Linked DNA regions of Mus musculus: region 2 is linked to region 1. Evidence: chromatin contacts called from public Hi-C data. All regions are on one chromosome and are shown on one strand. Each heading gives the region's core, a stretch centred on a gene start, on an enhancer-like site or on the middle of the called end of the contact. The rest is flanking DNA. Distances are from core to core; before and after follow the strand shown. Region 1 has its middle 77 kb from the start of Gm26288. Region 2 overlaps Atp10a (ATPase, class V, type 10A).

Region 1 (3,770 bases), core at 328-2,827:
AGTTTATTCAGGTCATGGGAAGGGGAATTAAGAGGGTTATACAGAGAAAGGCAGAGAGAGGGAGAGGGTAGAGAAGTAGAGGCAGGCCATGACCATGTGGAGAGAGGGGGAAAGGGAAAGCAGAGAAAGGTGGAGCAAGAGGGAGCAAGAGAGGAAGAGGGAGAGATGCAAGAGAGGAAGAGGCAAGCAGCCCTTTTATAGTCAGGCCTACCTGGCTGTTGCCAGGTAACTGTGGGGTGGCGTTTAGACAGAATGCTAACACTTATTGTTATTTATCTTTCTTTTCTCTGTATTTCTTTCCCTGCTTTTCAGCAAGAATTCATCTACTTCCCCACCCAGGTTTTAAGTCCACCCTTTCATAGCACCTGTGTCCCACAATCACCACCTGTCCTGTCTAGAGTTACCTTCCCCTTCCCCCACAGCCCTTTCTACTTTCCTGCATTCTGTTTTTTACGTCAGGTTATAATCTCAAATCTAAAGATTTAAAATTAAAATAAATGATAAGAGAGAACAAGTGAAATTTATCTTTCCATTTTGGGCTTTGATGTTTTGAGGTAAAATTTTGATATATAGTCTAGTCTTAAACCATCTTCTAGGCTGGCCTTAAAATTTGTGATCCTCTTCCTTCAGCCTCTTAAATGTTGGAATTACTAGCATGCTCTACCACATCTGGCTGTGTTTGGTCTTCAAACTGATATTTTTTTTATTATTGAGACAATTCTAGATTCACATACAGTTTTGAGAAATAATATTGAGGAATTCTACTTACCCAGTTTCACCCTAGTTTGCAAAACAAGTTTGTGAAGTCACAACAGGATGTTGAAATTAGTAGAGCCTATAAACCCACCAACTTCGTATTTCCCAGTTTGTATGTCCCTCTGTGTGTGCATTTAATTCTTTGATCTTTATCACACATGTTGGTTCATGTCTCTAGCACTGCAATTAAGACAGAGAGCATATTAAAAATGAAGTTTCTCTTAAATACTACATAAAATATTACAGTAGAACCCTTTAAGCCCAGGTGATGTGATTTTTGGATCTGTACGTACTGTGTAATACACTGAGAACTACGCAGATCTTTCCTATAGTTTTCCATGCCAAGCAATAACTCCCTGCAGTCTCTGTCCCCAAATCTTGGCCTTATTCCTCACAATCAGAAATCTGCTTTTAGTACCTAAACACGTGCTATTTCAAACGTGTTATATAAAAGGAATCAAACAGTGTACCATCATCCCGAGACTAGACATGTGTGCTTATGTCTAAGTTTGTTGAGGATAACCAGCAACTTTTAGAATTTCTATGATCAAGGAGAAAAAGCACAATTCAACCACCCTGGCAATTTAGCCGCTAAGGTTGAGGGTCAAGTGGCTGCATCCCCCTTGACCTACATCCACTGTGCATGCTTGTGTTGCTTGCATCTGGATAACTGGATCCCCTACCCAAACCCCCTCAAGGCCTTTCTCTCATCCCTGGAGTTCCACTCTCTTGCCAATGAATCCTTTTATTATGTTGAGATGGGAAGTCATTGCTAGAATTAGAAAGGAAAATACCAGCTGCTTTTGTCCTCCAGGAAGAACTCACACAGACTAATTATAAGCCTGCTGCCTCCTGCCCCCATGCGACTCAGACCATAGCACCTGCGCTACTGAGCTGGAGTATTTTTAGGCTCTGGAATCTCCCACTGGCTCTTGTCTTGCATTAAATACCTTCATTACCCATCTCTTTTTGTGATAGCTTCCTCCCTGATCCCTGATTTCCAGCTAACCTCTCTTGCACAAAACAGCCAAATTTATCTCCCTGAAACCCAATTCTAATAATATAATATCCTTGTTCCAAATGTGTCAGCACAAGACCTATAGTATATGTAAATTACATCCAAATCCTCCGATCCATCCCCAAAGTTCTTAAAGGTCCTTAAGAAGACACAGGCATAGATATTTTAGCTTAAGTGACCCTGGTTTCTCTAGCCATTTAACCTGGAGAAAAGACACAGCATTGGTCCCTTAATCAACCTCTCGCCACCAAACACCAAGACAATACCTAAACTGCCTAATGAAGTTTTGCACCCTGCACGCCAAATTCCTTTCTGGGAATTCTAACCCCTAAGGCAAGAGTAGTAAGGTTTAGAGCCTTTGAAATACCTGGAGTGTTCATATATAAAGCTGTGACCTCTAAAAAAAAGGTGGGGGAGTTGCCTCATCCCTTCACATGTGAAGATAAGACACAGCAAAGATGGCTGTTTAAGACCAGAAATCAGGACCACTATAAACACTGACTCTGTGAAAGCCTTGCTTGCAGGTACTGCACCCAGGGAATATGAAGAATTAATTTCCATGGTTTGTAATTTACCCAGACACTGGTATTTTGCTATATGTATTAAACACTGACCAATGAAATTAGAATCACTAGGGAATGGGCAGTGTACCATTGCAAGCTGTCAGGGGATGTTTAGTTTCAAACCCAGGAAAAGGGACTGAGGTGCATATTTTACATATCAAAGCAGACCTGGCCTCCAGGTTCTCCCAGCATCCCTCAGTCCATACCTTGCAAACTCTGCCCCAACCTTGAACTTTCCAGCCCAGATGGTTGGGCTGCCCTTCCCCCACAGGCTCTTCCCTATATTATCCAGTCATTTTGGTCTCTCTTTTCTTTTCCATCTCTTTCTCTGTGTGTGTTCTTTCTCTCTTTCTCTCCTTGTCCCGCATGGTTACACCCCTGATCTCAATTCCTTGGGTCAGTAAACTCACTTGAGAGTAGCTTTGTAATAAATCTGCCTTTAATATAATCTTATGTAGCTTGAATTGGCTCCTTTCATCAGCAAAGAAATAACTTATCAGGGGATTTCTCTGCCCATTCAGATGGAAAAATAATTCCTAAAGCTAGCTATAAAGTTAGGTGTGAAGCTCCCCATGGGCCTTGAACCAGGTATGAGATGACTCATGGTAAATGCATCCATCTAAGCAAACACATCATCACAGACCTATCTACTCCTTATTATGCCTTGTGTTGCCACCTGCAAATACCAGTTCACAGTTCAAAGAGAGTGAGACTTTGCTCCAAGTCAAAATGAGAGACCATAGCCTAGGAACATGGATTGATCTGACCCTAAATAATATATTCCAGATTGAAACACTTTGAGGAAGAAGTTCCTAACATTAGTAACAAAAGAAAGCCACCATTGAAGATGTGTTCAAGTGCTTTTGTGAGAACATGCTAACAAGTCTCAGATGCTATAGAAGGATGCTCTTTGTGTGAGGGTTAGTGGAAGCTTGTGGTCTATTAATTTTCTTCTTATAGATTTTATCTGATAGTCACAAAGATGTTATGGTAGTCAGAAAGATAGACCAAAAAATGGCTATTAAAGCACTGGAGATGGCTGAAGATAATTTTGTCCTGGATCTCCAAATATAAGCCTTTACAATCATGATACTCACACCACCTAGTCAGCTTTGAAGATTTGTCAATGAAGGCATGACTTGTTCCCTGCCCCACTGGAAAATTGAGAACACAGTTTTTTTTTGTTGTTGTTGTTGGTGGTGGTGGTGGTCACACACTGTATTTTGTTCATATAAAGACCAAATGTTATTTACCATAGGGTTAGGGAGGCTCACTCCTAGGTTCTGAGACTGGCTAGGCAGCAAAGCTGTCTTCAGGAAAGAAATACACCTGATAAGGCTTTTACAGAAGAAACCCTTAGATAATATTGACTCTCTTGGTCATCTGGATCTGTCTCTGATGTTTTTCCTTTCCTGTCCTATGACATATGGCAA
Region 2 (3,765 bases), core at 109-2,608, 440 kb before region 1:
GTACACAAGAATTCTGCACTGTTTTTATAACTTGCCTATGTGTCAAAAATTATCTCAAAACAAAGTTAGCAAACACAGCAAGCTAACTGTTTCTCATAGGAAGACAAAAGAGAGACCACCAGCAAGCACTTCTGGCTTTCTGCTGTGTTTTGTTGTGTTTCTATTTGAGCTGTACAAAGTAAGAACCATTCCCACCTTCCAGCATTTCAGGAGGTGCAGGGAAGGCCCCCAAGCATTGCCTTGTCACAAAACAAGGAAACAGCATGTGTCTCTAAATAAAGTGGAGATACCACCTGTTAGTACCAGGACTCTCCAAGCCCTGGCCTCACTATGTGACCCTTGACCTGCATTGCCAGGCCAACACCCTCAATCCCACAACCCACTTGGCTCAGTTCCTACCATCACTGGTGTAATGTCATTTTCTGTATAAATTAGGGGATCGCCCCCTCTTCTCTCTTTCTTTCTTCTCTTTCTTCTCTCCCCCTCTTTCTTTTTCCTCTTCTCTGCCCTTCTACCCGCTTCGCCGCCCCTCTACGTCTGTACAATAAACCTCTACCACGTGGAACAACCTTGGCCTGGTCTGCTGTTTGGTTTTTCCGCCATATATATATATATAGCTTGATATTAATTAATTCATAAAACCACCTATGAACATAGTTTTGGCCAAAGCAAATTTAAACCTAAGCCTGATGAAGTTCTAAGGAAATGTCTAGACACATGGTAAGAAAGCTACAGGTGTCACCAGCAAGCCACAGGCCCTATAGCACAAATAGCCCAATTGCTGAAAGTAAATTCTAAAGCCAAACCAAGAGAAATGGGCAGGAAAAGGATTATAATGGCAATTTACATATTGAAAGAGGTCTAAAAATTTACCAGCTAATTGCAACAAATAGACTTTATGTGGATCAGATTCAAACATACAGATTGAAAAACGAATCCACTTAAGACCTGTGGATATTCAAAAACTGGGCTATTTAATAATTTAAAGAACTTAAGAGTTTTAGGATTGATGATGGTACTTTTAGGTTCATTTACTACAACTGGTCAGGTTCTTATTTTTAAAGCATCTACAGATGAAATTTTGCAATGACTGATAGTTGCTTCAAAATAAGTTGAGGGTGATATGGAGAACTATGCTTATGAGACCACCTTGTACTACACAGAGAGACCCTGTCTCAGAAAACTGAGAAGGTGAGAACATAGACAAAACAACTCTGGCCATAACACAGAGGCTTCACAAGCCATTGAGACTTTGGGCCCACATCCTTCTTTTCCCGCTAACACTATTTCCCTGAGTAACACTAGAGTTGTAAACAGCTTTGCCACTCCTTAGGAGTCCAATTACCATATGAAAGGTGAAAGAACCTGGGCTTTCCCCAGGCCCATTAAAACAAAGCTGCCTCCTCCCAGTCAAAAGAATACAATGCCAGTGCTACCTCAGGGCCCCAAAACTACACACTAAGGTCTCTTTTTTTTTTTTAAAGTAAAATCAGGCAGGTATGCTGGTGGGAGAGACCTCAACTCAGGAACTCAAAGCTCTGTAGAAGAAGAGAGGAGCTCACCAGGAAAGAGACAGGAAGGTAGGGACACAGAGGGAGAAGAGCAGTAGGAAGTCAGGATACAGAGCAAGGCACTGTGGAAGGAGAGAAGAACAAATGCTTAGGAGAGAGTCACATTCTCAGCTCTACTGAAACAACCACCCAGGAAGATCAGTGAGCACAAGTTAGAAGCTGCCCTGGCTCCCTGAAGCAACTGAGAATAAAAGTAATGAAGCAGGGCAATTTCCATAGATAGATAGACAGACAGACAGACAGACAGACAGACAGACAGACAGACAGACATGACTGAGGTCACACAGCAGACTGAAGACAAAGTCAAGCACAGAAGTGTATCTCAGTTGTAGAACACTTAGAATGTGTAAAACTAGGTTTAATCCCCTGTAGCAGGAAAAAAAAAGATAACTCAGATAAGATGTAGGGAAGTAAGTGATGACTTAGGTAGGGTTTGTATAAGAAGGGATGTCGAACCTAGCACCAGGGCTCCATGCACAGTGGGGCTCATTTATGATATACTCCTCAGTCACTGTTGCCTAGGGAGGTTTGTCTATGGAGATCTGTTGCCTACAGCTGAAGGGATGAGAATGCTGGTTCTAGTGTGTTAGATTGATTTTAAAAGACAGCTGTTTAAAGACAGGAGTAGGAAAGAAAGAGGCTTAGCCTGACCTTACTCATACTGAAGGGGCATCTTATCGCCCACAAGTGCAGGTGACCACAACACACACAAGAGAAGGTCCCTTATATGGGGCAGAAAAGCCTTCTGTAGTCCACAAAGGATGCTAAGAAGTGTAGTCCTTCAGCAGGAAACTATCATTCCTTAATCTGAGAGGGTAGACAAGCGTGGAGAGGCTAACTTTTATTGCTATTATATAGTTTTCTGTTATCTCCCATCATAGAGTATCCTGTGTATGTTGTCAAAGTTAAGTCTAAATGAGTGTTAACATTCTGTCTAAGCTCCACCCACAGTTACCTGGCGACAGGCAAGCTCCACCTCACAGTTACCTGGCAACAGCCAGGTATGCTCCGCCCCACAGTTACCTGGCAACAGCCAGGTAGGCCTGACCCACTATAAAAAGGGCTGCTTGCCCCTTCCTCGCTCTCTTGCTTTCTCTTGTTCTTGCTTTTCCTTGCCCCTGTCTCCCAATCCCTTTACCCCTCTCCATGGGCTCATGGCTGGCCTCTACTCCTCTACTCCCCTACTCTCTCTGTCTTTCTCTGCCTCTACAACACTTTTGATTCCCCTCTCCATGCTCTGAATAAACTCTATTCTATACTATATTGTCCTGTGACTGGTCCCTTGGGGGGGGAAGGAATGCCTCAGCATGGGCCCACTAAGGCAACTCCTTCCTCCACACCTCACCACACCTCCATAGAACATATCCCCCAGGAAAGTCCTGGGCTCAGGCAGTTCTTGGACCTATCCTTCCAGAGTACATTGCATGATAGCTTCATTACAGGACAAAGAGGCACGGGAATAAGATCTGCCAGAAGTTGGCTGCTTCTGCCTCTGATGCATAGGTCGTGTAGGCCAAAGCAGGGGAGAAAAAGACCAAAAATAAAACCTCCTTATCTAAAGACGAATTACATGCCATGTCTCACATGACAGAGGGGTGGATTCTCTGGCCCAGTGGAGGATCTCAGATTCTGCACCCACACTGTAAATGCCTCAAACAACAGAGAGGCAAATAGCAATGACTCTGCTCTCAGTATTTCCCAAATTGACATAAAGGGATGCTGTGACCAGGGCAGCCTTGTACCTAAGCCTACCACCTAACTAACATGAGACCACATGATAGTTCAATTTGTCATGCTCTTTACCCTGGCATTCAGTTCTTCCTCTTAAGAAAAGCTAATTTCAGGGACAATAACCTAACCATCCAAGGCCCCTCATTAAAGGAGAATCCCAAATACTTGGTCATCAAACTCACAGTTTTGGAAAATCCTTCAGAATACCAAAATAGTATCTTTGACAGTTTTATTTGTAGAATAACATATGATCCAAGTAGTACAAAGAGTTTGGCAATGATGCTATGGATGTTTTCTAAAACATTCCAAAAGCCAATACTAATTTAATTTTGTTATTTTGCTTTACAAATTATGCCTCTAAACAGGCAGTCTAATTTTAAGCAGGAAGGTATTAAGAAATACGCTTACTGTTGTCAGGACATGAAGACCTAAAGATTTGCCTGTAGACAAAAGGAGTAAAGAG

The links. A called contact is a pair of places that touch in the nucleus more often than the background predicts.
Region 2: a contact with region 1 is called in a Hi-C map of embryonic stem cells, with 5 times the contacts expected there. The contact joins two enhancer-like sites. A contact is called at or near these places in 1 of 39 promoter capture datasets (hippocampal neurons) and 1 of 484 Hi-C or Micro-C datasets (embryonic stem cells).

What each region holds. Positions count from the first base shown.
Region 1 is chr7:58,223,713-58,227,482 of GRCm38.p6, reverse strand. No RefSeq gene overlaps it. Among named protein-coding and RNA genes, the nearest start is that of Gm26288, 77 kb to the right of the region's middle. Within about 2 kb of position 1,577, at least 6 of the 459 cell types and tissues checked have an H3K27ac peak or open chromatin away from gene starts, as enhancers often do. A contact at or near this core is called in embryonic stem cells, where this site is marked.
Region 2 is chr7:58,666,459-58,670,223 of GRCm38.p6, reverse strand. The region is part of intron 1 of Atp10a (ATPase, class V, type 10A); the gene reads right to left. Among named protein-coding and RNA genes, the nearest start is that of Atp10a, 10 kb to the right of the region's middle. Within about 2 kb of position 1,358, at least 30 of the 459 cell types and tissues checked have an H3K27ac peak or open chromatin away from gene starts, as enhancers often do. A contact at or near this core is called in embryonic stem cells, where this site is marked.